Linked DNA regions of Ovis aries: region 1 is linked to region 2. The links are chromatin contacts, called in public Hi-C maps. All regions are on one chromosome and are shown on one strand. Each heading gives the region's core, a stretch centred on a gene start, on an enhancer-like site or on the middle of the called end of the contact. The rest is flanking DNA. Distances are from core to core; before and after follow the strand shown.

Region 1 (6,429 bases), core at 455-2,954, 33 kb after region 2:
CAAGATAATAATATATGTTCCCAAAGAAGTTTCAGAAAATATAAGAACCATCACATGAACCATCACCACTATCCACGTACCTTGAGAACAAACCAAAGCTGACAAGGGCAGGAGTGGAAGGGAGGTGTCACTTCTGTCCCATCGGCACTGTTTGCTTATGGAGAACACCAGCCCCAGAGCCCAGGGCAGAGAGGTGAAGTCCTGGAGGCCAGGAAGGCAGAATCCCAAGGCAAGAATGAGATGAAAAGAAATCCACCTGGCCAGCTGGAGTGGAGGAACCAAGGTGCAAAAAAAAAAAAAAAGAAAGAAAGAAAGAAAGAAAAAGAAAGGAGTTGCAAAGATGAGACTCTAGGGGAGAAGGATATAGGGTCAGGGAGCTAAGATGGAACTGCAGGGGCACCATGCTTACCTTATGTCCGTAGCCAATCAAGCTTCTGAGAAGAAACAAAAAATGTATTGAGAAGGAAAGAAAGAAATGGGGAAATTGCTCAGTGCTTTGTGAAGCAGCTCCAGAGTTGAGGCACCACAAAGGAAGATTCATAGCTAAATGGCATCTACCCTCATGTCCCTGGAAACAGCTGTGCCTGCAGCCTGCACACATGCAGGTCCTAAGAGCTCTCAGGATCACTTCAAAAAGCCCTCTGAGACTTAAAAAGCTTGGTGACTGAGAGCAGAGGACTACACTGGTTTTGGCCTTCACTCCTGGTTCTGAAAAGGTTTTGTTTTCTCTCCAACGCACTGTTCTTGATAGGCCACTAAGCGGTCAGCATCTGGTGTCTGCCATCACCAGCTATCTCTGGAATCTACCAGAAGTTATTCTCCTCCCCCAAAAGCTCTATCTTGTGAGTGATACAGACCATACAGATGGGAAAAGACCAGCAGCTGCAGACACCTTGATAATGCCCACTTGACTTTCTCTTTATTATTTACTTGATTCAGCTCTGTACACTGAAAGCACCTGGCAGATTTTTAAAGACTGTCAATGCCTAGAACCCACCTGGGACCTAATGCAGTCCCAGGTCTGCAGAATATCTGGCTCTTGTCTAGGGGAATAGCGTATGTCAATTGTTCCCAAACTTTGCTACGCACTGGACCCATCTGGAGATCTTTAATAAACACTGATGCCTGTCTCTTCCCACGACACCCCTTCCCCCAGATATTCAGATGCAAATGGTATGGGTGCAGGCTGGGCATTTAGACATTTTAAAACTTCCCAACATGGCACCTAGAATTGCAAATTAATGCTGCACCTAACCCTTGGCCATTCCTATTTCCATCCCTGACCTTTCCACACCTTCCAAGGAAAACACTACATAAATATTTCTCAGTCCGATTTCCATCCCTGTTTCTCCTGCCTGAGCACTGCTGCCCTTTCTCCTGGGACACGACACGAAATTGGACCTCTGGTAAGGGCAGTCTCTGGAACCTTGTCCCAAGCTGGGGGACAAGGTTCATTCCTGGGCCAGCCATGTTTTGCCAGCTCAAGTGTCAGCAAAGGGGGAATGGAAAGCCAGGACTTTAGATGAAGAGGAAGTTCTCTTGCAGGCACATGAGGGAGGATTTTTTTTTTTTTCTCTTTCTTGCAGAAAGTCATTGTGGCACGTGGGCAAAGGAAGTATTAATAACCTTGCTAAAGAGATACTTCTCCAAGATTTGGTGTTTCACAGACCACAGCCAGTGCTGTCAGTTCTACAGATGGCCAACTTCTGCATTTCAGATAGTGGCTTCCGAAGATAGCTCAGCTTGCATCTCTAAAGCAGAAGACCCAGCTGTGGGGAAGGGAACCATCAGAGCCTCTAAGCCAGAGGTCAACGCCACTACCCACATGAGGGTCAGGGGCAAGCAAAATCATTAGAAGTGACTCTTTTGGAGTGAAGTTAAAGTAACAACAGCCAGGCTTGCAATAACCAGGGCTTTGTGGCAAACCCACAGTGAGAGCCTTGGACTGGACTTCCCTCAGGAGATGTGTCCTTTAGACAGGGGTCCTGGCTCTGCCCTGCCAGCCACTCACTGGGCGGCCTTGGGCTAGAAATTACGCCATCTAGGTGTTGACTTCCTCCTTTGTAAAATGTGAAGCCAGAGACTGAGAACAGAGCCTTTCTTTGACTTTTTATAAGCTTGCATCAAAAACAGTGGAGAAATCGCAGACTCACAAAGGTGATGCCACCGCATTGCTCACAGCCGGGTTCCTCTTCCCTCCTCCTGGGCCCGGTGTCCTGGCTGGGGGTTCAACAAGCACAGCTGAGCCGTCTCTGGGCCAGGACATCCACAGTTCAGCTTCTAATCGCAAAGACCTCTGATTGCCAAGACCGGCAAAGGATGGGCCGAGGATGGAAGCCTCTGTATTACTAGTCTCCAAGCTCTGCCAATAACACATTACCACAAACTTGGTGGCTTAAAACAGCAAAAGTGTATCCTGTCACAGTTTTGGAGGCCAAGAGTCTGAAATCAGGGTGTTAGCAGGGACAAGCTCCTTCTGAAGTCTCTTCCCTTGCCTCTTCCAGTTCTTGGTGGCTCTAGGCATTCCTTGGCTTATGGCACCAAAGCTCCAATCTCTGTCTCTCTCTTCAGATGAACTTCTCTTCTGTGTCTCTCCTCTGTGTCTTATAAGGACACTTGTGTTTGGATTTAGGGTCCACCCAGATAATCCAGGATGATCTCATCTCAAAATCCTTAACTCAGTTACATCAGCAGAGACCCTTTTTCCAATTAAGGTCTCTTTCACAGGTACCAGGGATTAGGAGGACTTCACCATATCTTTTTGAGGACACAATTCAATCCAAAATAGCCTCCAAGTGGAGGAGGGTAGAAGGATGTGAAAAAACATAGTTGATACTTAATATCCACAGTTTGTTGTGATCCACACAGTCAAAGGCCTTGGCATAGTCAACAAAGCAGAAGTTTTTCTGGAATTCTCTTGCTTTTCAATGATCCAGTAGGTTGGCAATTTGATCTCTGGTTCCTCTGGCTTTTCTAAATCCAGCTTGAACATCTAGAAGTTCTCAGTTCATGTACTGTTGAAGCCTGGCTTGGAGAATTTTGAGCATTGCTTTGCTAGCATGTGAGATGAATGCAATTGTGCAGTAGTTTGAGCATTCTTTGGCATTGCCTTTCTTTGGGATTGGAATGAAAACTGACCTTTTCCAGTCCTGTGGCCACTGCTGAGTTTTCCAAATTTGCTGGCATATTGAGTGCAGCACTTTCACAGCATCATCTTTCAGGATTTGAAATAGCTCAGCTGGAATTCCATCACCTCCACTAACTTTGTTTGTAGTGATGCTTCCTAAGGCCCACTTGACTTCACATTCCAGGATGTCTGGTTCTAGGTGAATGATCACACCATCATGGTTATCTGGGTCATGAACATTGTTTTTGTATAGTTCTTCTGTGTATTCTTGCCACCTCTTCTTAATATCCTTTGCTGCTGTTAGGTCCATACCATTTCTGTCCTTTATTGTGCCCATCTTTGCATGGAAAGTTCCCTTGGTATCAGTAATTTTCTTGAAGAGATCTCTAGTCTTTCCCATTCTTTTGTTTTCCTCTATTTCTTTGCATTGATCACTGAGGAAAGCTTTCTCATCTCTCCTGCTATTCTTTGGAATTCTGCATTTAGATGGGTGTATCTTTCCTTTTCTCCTTTGCCTTTAGCTTCTCTTCTTTTCTCAGCTATTTGTAAGGCCTCCTCAGACAACCATCTTGCCTTTTTGCATTTCTTTTTCTTAGGGATGGTCTTGATCGCTGCCTTCTGTACAATGTCACAAACCTCCATCCATAGTTCTTCAGGCACTCTATCAGATCTAATGCCTTGAATCTATTTGTCCCTTCCACTATATAATTGTAACTGATTTGGTTTAGGTCATACCTGAATGGTCTAATGGTTTTCCTTACTTTCTTCAATTTAAGTCTGAATATGGCAATAAGGAGTTCATGATCTGAGCCACAGTCAGCTCCTGGTCTTATTTTTGCTGACTATATAGAGCTTCTCCGTCTTTGGCTGCAAAGAATATAATCAATCTGATTTCGGTGTTGACCATCTGGTGATGTCCATGTGTAGGGTCATCTCTTGTGTTGTTGGAAGATGGCGTTTGCTATAACCAGTCCATTCGCTTGGCAGAACTCTGTTAACCTTTGCCCTGCTTCATTTTGAACCCCAAGGCCAAACTTGACTGTTACTCCAGATGTTTCTTGACTTCCTACTTCTGCATTCCAGTCCTCTATGATGAAAAGAATATCTTTTTTGGATGTTAGTTCTTGGTCTTGTAGGTCTTCATAGAACTGTTCAACTTCTTCAGCATTACTGGTTGGGGCATAGACTTAGATTACTGTGATATTGAATGGTTTGCCTTGGAAATGATGAGAGATCATTCTATCATTTTTGAGATTGCACCCAAGTACTGCATTTCAGACTCTTTTGTTGACTGTGAGGTCTACTCCACTTCTTCTAAGGGGTTCTTGTCCACAGTAGTAGACATAATGGTCATCTGAATTAAATCCGCCCATTCCAGTCCATTTTAGTTTACTGATTCCTAAAACATCGATGTTCACTCTTGCCATCTCCTGTTTGACCACTTCCAATTTGCCTTGATTCGTGGACCTAACATTCCAGGTTCCCATACAATATGGCTCTTTACAGCATCAGACTTTACTTCCATCACCAGTCACATCCACAACTGGTGTTGTTTTTGCTTTGGCTCCGTCTCTTCATTCTTTTGGGAGTTAGTTCTCCACTGATCTCCAGTAGCATATTGGGAACCTACTGACTTGGGGAGTTCATCTTTCAGTGTCCTATCTTTTTGCCTTTTCACACCATTCATGGGGTTCTCAAGGCAAGAATACTGAAGCGGTTTGCCATTCCCTTCTCCAGTGGAGCACGTTTTGTCAGAACTCTCCATCATGCCCTATCTATCTTGGGTGGCCCGACATGGCCTGGCTCATAGTTTCATTGAGTTAGAGAAGGCTGTGGTCCATGTGATCAGTTTGATTAGTTTTCTGTGATTGTGGTTTTCAGTCTGTCTGCCCTCTGATGGGTAAGGATAAGAGGCTTATGGAAGCTTCCTGATGGGAGAGACTGACTGAGGGGGAAGCTGGGTCTTGTTCTGATGGGCGGGGCCATGCTCAGTAAATCTTTAGTCCAGTTCTCTGTTGATGAGTGGGGCTGTGTTCTCTCCCTGTCCTGAGACCAAACTATGGTAGGGGTAATGGAGAGAATGGCGACCTCCTTCAGAAGGTCTGGTACACACACTGTTGCGTTCAGTGCCCTTGACCCTGCAGCAGGCCACTGTTGACCCATGCCTCCGTGGACTCCTAGACACTCACAGGCAAGTCTGGATCAGTCTCTTGTGGAGTCACTGCTCCTTTCTCCTAGGTCCTGGTGCGCACAAGGTTTTGTTTGTGCCCTGCAAGAGTCTGTTTCCCTAGTCCTGTGTAAGTTCAGTGATCAAATCCCAGTGGCCTCCAAAGTCAAATTCCCTGGTGGTTCTCAATCCCTTTGCCAGATCCCCAGGTTGGGAAAGCTGTTGTATAGGTCCTAGAACTTTCTTAACAGTCAGAGAATTTGTTTGGTATATTTGTTCTGCAGTTTGTGGGTCGTCTGCTCGGAGGCTCTATGGTGGGGTTAATGGTGGCCTCCTCCAAGAGGGCTTATGCCACAAGCTGTGTGACCCAGGTCTGTTGCTCCAGGGTGTGGCCGCAAATTAATTAAATAAATAAATTTTTTTAAAAATCTTATGATAACTTGTAAGGGAAAAAAAGGTGAAAATAATATATATTTATATATATATATACATATAAAACGGAGGCACTTTGCTGTACACCTGAAACTGATGCTGCTGCTAAGTCACTTCAGTTGTGTCTGACTCTGTGCGACCCCATAGATGGCAGCCCACCAGGCTCCCCCATCCTTGGGATTCTCCAGGCAAGAACACTGGAGTGGGTTGCCATTTCCTTCTCCAGTGCATGAAAGTGAAAAGGGAAAGTGAAGTCGCTCAGTCGTGTCCAACCCTCATCGACCCCATGGACTGCAGCCCACCAGGTTCCTCCATCCATGGGATTTTCCAGGCGAGAGTACTGGAGTGGGGTGCCATCACCTTCTCCAACACCTGAAACCAGCGTGATATAAATCAACTATTGTTGTTGTTTAGTCATATCTGACTCTTTTGTGACCCCATGGACTGTAGCCTGCCAGGCTCCTCTGTCTTGGGATTTACCAGGCAAGAATACTGGAGTGGATTACCATTTCCTTCTCCAGGAGATCTTGAAACTAACATAATGTTATATGTAAGCATACCTCAGTTGAAAAAAAAAAAAACCCAGGTCAAATGCCACCTTGTCCAGGAGGACTTGCCTGTTTTCATTGCCCAGATGTTACCTCACTGGGCCATCTAGTAATTCCTACACTATGTGTTCCCCTCCCAACTCCAGACCACAAGC
Region 2 (5,730 bases), core at 2,054-4,553:
GCCTTAGTAGATAGTCTGCTAAACCTGTTCCCAGTCCTCTTCCTTTCTGGTGCCTCCTTAATATTTTAGTTGCACAAGAAACACATTCCTCCTACTAAAGAATTTAAATTATTCAGAAGTAAAGAAAATAGAAACAAAAGGCCCATCTTCACAGCTCCTCAATCCCTACATCCGCCCATTCCTCCCTAAAGATAACTTTGGTTATGACTTTAGTGTATATCTTTAAAGACTTTGATAGAAGATACCACACTGTTTATGCCTTTGTGTATATACAAATGTACAAAGGAAAATATAATTTAAAACGTATCTATAAATGTGACCATAAAGTGTATGTTGTTCTATGGCTTCCTTTTTTTCATTTAAAAAATCTTTCTAAACACTTCAGTGCTTGTAGATTTACCCCATTCTTAACTGCTGCACAGTATTCCATACAGTACAGGGGCCCCTGTTTAATCATTCAATTTCCTAACCCCTTTTCTGGTATAGATCCTATTCTAGACTCTATACTTCTATTCATAACATATCATCCAAGTTGAATCTCATTTCCCCAATGAAATCCCAACTCAATCCTGTCTTTAATTCAGTAAATTATCTCCACACTTCTGAGTGGGATGAACATCAGTACAAAGAGCTAACAAGAAAATCTGTATCAATATCCCTACTGACTGTTCTGCTACTCTAAACATCTGATTTAATGTTCATAGAGTCTTTAAGAATGTAAAATTAAACCTGTTTCGTGGAGGCAGGCCATTATTATCCTAGTCTACTCTTCTCTTCCATGACTAGAAGGATGACGTGTGTTTTGCCAACAGTTTGATAAAAGCAAAAGCCTATTTCACAGGTTCTCCACTAGGAGGCAGCATTCCCCTTTTAGGCTGCATTTAACCATTAAATAAATACCAGGGCTAAGAGAGACTTCATTTTACAAATGAGGAAACTGACGATTTCATAAAGTTACTCAGTCCTCTGAGTGCAACACCAAGACCACCAGTACCAAAGTCTCATGACTCCCTATTCAGGGCACCAAAGCATTTATTTAGCATCAAAACTCCAAAGCTCTGCTATAAAATGTAAGCAAAAACGAATCCCTGACTTCCAAAAGCATACATATTCAGTGTATCCAAATCCCACCTATCTTTCCAGCCTTAACCATGAAGCCTCCTTTAACCACTACTGTCCACACTGATCCCCTCTTCTCTAAAGCCGCACAACACTTAAGAATGCCACACAATTAACACTCAGACACTGTCATATCCACGTTGTTTTGCTTTTTATCCTTTTCCCCCACACTAGTTTGGATCTTGAATGCAACAGCATCAGAATGATATATACTTTGTGTCGTCCCACATGCCTAATATAAGGTACATACTTGAAGCTGACCCATTATGTCCATTCTATGCCTTCTTTAAGGAGTCAACTTCCTATAGCAGATATTAAGTGCTGCTGGTCCCCTGAAGCAAGTGCTTCTTGAATGTTAAGAGCATCAACTGTCAGCATTCACTTTCACCAGGCCCACTGCCTAGGAGAAAGTTTTCTTTACCACAGTATCTATCACTCTCATCTGTAGTGGAAGGTATTGTTTGAAAAAGCTTTCCCTGCACATCTACAATACCTTCCAAATAACTGTGAAGTTACCCTTAAACTATACACAAATTTTCCATTCCTCTAATGATGATTTGAATTCCAAAGAGTTCAGAGTTCTATGTAATCATACCAAGGGAAGGTGGTAAATCTGAAAGACTGCTTCTTGAAACACACACGTGGAACCAGCCTCTAGGGAATCACTGGATTCTTTCCCTTGGTGGAACTTTGAGAAACTCAAGACAGAAGCTTCATGAGGAGAGCCAGATTCAGGCAAATGACTGTTATCTCCATACCCGCATCCTCAGCCCCTGCAAATTTTAGAAGCATAGCAATCAAAGAGGAAACCACCCAGTCTTAACACAATCAAGACAATGAAGATAGACTTACACCCAAAGCCAAGTCTACTTTTGCATGAGGGCACATGGATCACAGGCTTCTTCAGCGAAGGTCAGAAGGTCAACAACATGCCAAAATAAGTCCAGAAAAGACTGCCAATCTTAGGACTAAATGAATGAAATTTAGAAAGATCCTATTCACTCTGTCATAGCCATGTGGCAGCTTCTAGGTGGGGTAGAAGGGAGCTAAAATCTACTGAACTGATCGCCTATGTGTCAAGTAGCTTACCCATGTTATTTCATTTAAGCTATGTCAAGAAAGGGCTTTTGGATCTAGTATGTAGAACCAGAGTTCCTCCTTCATGAGGGCATTCAGAGAAACAGCTTTTGAAAAGGCTTCAGCTGATGCTTCAAAAAGTGCAACTGTGTTTTTGGTGTATCTGTTGGTAGCAAATGGCATACTAATAGAACATTTAGGCAAAAAATTATTTTAGTTGTGCTGAAAATACAGACATCTAAGCAAGAAGGGACATACACAGCCCAGTGAGTTATGTCAGACAGCTCCTTCCTGGTGGGATAACTGCCTTTATTCCCACAACTGTAAGATTAGATAATAAGTCCCTGCAAACAGCTGTTCTAGCTCACAGACCACAAACTAAAAAGAAATGGCTCGATTCACATACTGATTCTACCAAAATGGGACCCTCTTAGGGGCAAAAGATAGTGGTGAGAGATCCTTAAAATCTATTGGAGGGAATTAAAAATGTTTTATTTCTGAGGAAATATGCATTCTTTCTATTTAAAGATTTCAAACTACAAAACTACATTTCTTTACAAAATGTCAACCACTCTGCCTTCAAATAATGTCACCTTACATTTGTCAAATGTAATTTGACAATGTAATTACAAATTACATTTGTTTACATAGCAATTCACACGCGTTAATTCACTAAACCTCCATAACAATTTGGCAGGTAGTGTGGTTCTCTGTCCAGGTGTTTAGACAATGATTACTACTTAATTGTACAGGACCATGTGGGATTTCAGAATTATGAAGTCCACAACTGTGAGGCAGAGTGATGTTCGATGTGAAAAAACATTAAAAGAAACATGCCACCTTCCTGAATTCAAACACTGATGCCAAAGGGCCCCACTCCTCTGGAGATAAAGCCTTGCCCTCGCCCCCAGGGCCTGAAGTTAAATGCCTCAAAACCTCTACATATGTCCAGTGCTCTCTGCTAATAAACTACACAGCAAGTGCTTCTATCATCCATGTTCCTGTCCCAGGCACTGGACGAGCGACAACTAAACAGCCATTTCTGAGCAAGGTTCAAGGGAGCCGGCCTAGCTCTGGCCTGAGAAATGGGCCGGTCTTTGGCCTGTGTCATAATCACATGTCATCCTCTGTCTCAGTTTGATCTGCTTTTTGATTGAGGGGTGGGGGAGTGGGGAGGTAGGTCACTGAAGAAAGTAGTGGGAGGAGTTTCTTGGTTAAGAAAGAGAATTTTGAGCTGTGTTGTAACCATGTGCGTAAAGAAGGGCTTAGGACGTGCTAGGCTGCTGAAGCAGGAAGCAGCAAAGGAAGCACCGTGGTTTCCTTTCTGCTAGGGATTCCCCTCTTGGGTTAAGTAAAAGGTCAGGAAAGATAAAGGCCCTTTCCTAGTGTCAACAAAGTCCAAGGATGATGGAAATTCCAGGTGTCGGGGTATGGGGGTTCTAAAATGCCATACGGTGGATGTACACATCACTGTACATGTAAACTCAGAATAACACTGTCTGCTTTAGAGAAGCAGCAGCTATATCTAGCATCTAATCTGAGGGTGAGAATATAACAGCAGTATTCAAAAACTGCAAATTCTTTTACCTATTCTTCAACATCATAATAATACAACATTTTTCTTAGTGTTTTATATCATACAACAGTGCTTTAACTTATTAAATACAATTAGGATTCCTCTGACTCATAAAAGTTTAAAAGGATTTTTCAATTTACTCTTGCCGTTCATTGAACAAAAAAGCTCTTGGCTTTATTTCTTTTAATTAAACTAGCCTGGAGACAGAAACAAGCCAACCAAAGTCTCTATCAGGAATTGCCTTCCATTCACAACTGCATCACTTGCTCCGATATACTGCCTACAAATAATTCAGTCCAGTTTTGTTCAACTGAACACATGAACTAAGAAAAAAGAGGAGAGACCTGGAGAGCCACAATTACTGTACTACTACTTCCTGTTGCAGAGCCAGCCACTGGCTTCCAATCCTCTTCCATTTTAGGATATTTCCCTTCCAAATTCTGACCAAAGATAGAATAACCTCTCCTGTTCCACCATTCCTAGAAAATTCTCTTAAATCACTTAAAGCAACTTTCCTTTGTTTATTCAGTTTACATTCTTCAAAATCCATTTATACTTCCTGTAGCCCATCTCTTCTATATGCCTTTAGGTACTTTCATAAAAAGACTGACCTCGGTAAAAACACTCTTATCTTTTCTGTAAAGATCAATCCTCCAGTCTTAAATAGGTCTTGTGGTTTTCACAGGTAGTCTTCATTTAAAGAAGCTGTGCTGCCCCCAGAGTCTCTCACAATAGCTTAAAAGAGCCCAGTCCCCCTCCCCTAATTCTAAGCACACTTCCAGCTCCCTACCACCCAAATAAACGCCTATTTTTACTACAATACATGCTGTCAGCAAAACTCCAAGTCTCTTGTAGTTTTCTTCTTCCATCTTGCTCTCTTTTTGAAAAATTTGAAATTATTTTAATTAAAAGCTACTTTTGATTATTGTGTTTTTTCAAAAACAACACAATTGTTCAAGTCTAAACAGCACTGAATCTAAATATACACATAGCTGTCAGTCTGGGAATAAAAACCATACGAATTTAAAAAAAATCACTTTTCTTAACCTTGAACATCAACATTAATGAATTCTAGCTTTTAGAAATTCTAAATATATATCTGGTTTCTGTCTCAAAAGCACTGCTGGCATGTGCTTGAGTGTTTTATCATACCAACACTTCTATGGGACGGTTGGTCCAGTCATTTGGCTGACAGCACAGCCAGAATTATTGTTCAAGGCTGTTAACACAACTTTTTTATATCAAGCTGGCTGTCACATGACTGCTGAGAAAACCACAGCCTTCTGGGCAAAGCACAGCCTGCTGGCCTGACTAGGTCACAGAAACCTCACGGAATGGCAAGCTACTGCCTCCACTGGCTGTTAAGCAGGACGTACCTCTTCGTAATTTTTCGCTTCCACTCCATGCTTCATGTCTAGGATCACGAGTTGGTCAGGTATCCGCCCTGTTCCTGAGAAAGAAATCAAAGGGTTCATTGTGAGGAATATTTAAAATTCCGGGAAATCACCCACCCGCCCTCCCTCTCCCTAACCCCTACCCTCTCAATAGAGGGAAACAGTCACAACTCCTCCCCCTACTCAGCTGCAGAAAATTCCTGGCTCTGGCTAAAAATCACAAGCATTCCAGACAAAGCCTCTATGTGTGGGGGGTGCCAGAAAGCGACAAGAACATGCTGCTGGCAAACATCTCTGAGGGAGCAGGACACACGATCCTGCAGCTGGCAGAACAGGAACAGAATGGGAGAGGAGAGCACACACAGGCTCACTGGTTAGGAAACCCACTGTGGGGCACAGACCGGCAGGCAGTGGGCACCCACGCAGGCTGCTCAGGCACAGTTCCACATCTGAAAAAAGACGACCTGCCAAATTCTGAGAGAAGGATTACTAGGTATATGCTGAGCTTGGATTACTTAACACAAATATGAGTACTGAAAAGTACACAGGATTTGTCTACTAGTC

What was found. Hi-C and Micro-C count contacts between places; a contact is called where the count stands out from the background.
Region 1: a contact with region 2 is called in a Hi-C map of skin fibroblasts, with 1.7 times the contacts expected there. The contact joins two enhancer-like sites. A contact is called at or near these places in 2 of 16 Hi-C or Micro-C datasets (blood and skin fibroblasts).

Annotation. Positions count from the first base shown.
Region 1 is chr7:84,495,502-84,501,930 of ARS-UI_Ramb_v3.0, forward strand. No RefSeq gene overlaps it. Among named protein-coding and RNA genes, the nearest start is that of TMED10, 9.1 kb to the left of the region's middle. Within about 2 kb of position 1,705, at least 4 of the 54 cell types and tissues checked have an H3K27ac peak or open chromatin away from gene starts, as enhancers often do.
Region 2 is chr7:84,460,833-84,466,562 of ARS-UI_Ramb_v3.0, forward strand. It overlaps TMED10 (transmembrane p24 trafficking protein 10), which reads right to left. Exons shown (of 5, transcript XM_004010798.5): 3 at 5,149-5,222. Among named protein-coding and RNA genes, the nearest start is that of NEK9, 14 kb to the left of the region's middle. Within about 2 kb of position 3,304, at least 44 of the 54 cell types and tissues checked have an H3K27ac peak or open chromatin away from gene starts, as enhancers often do.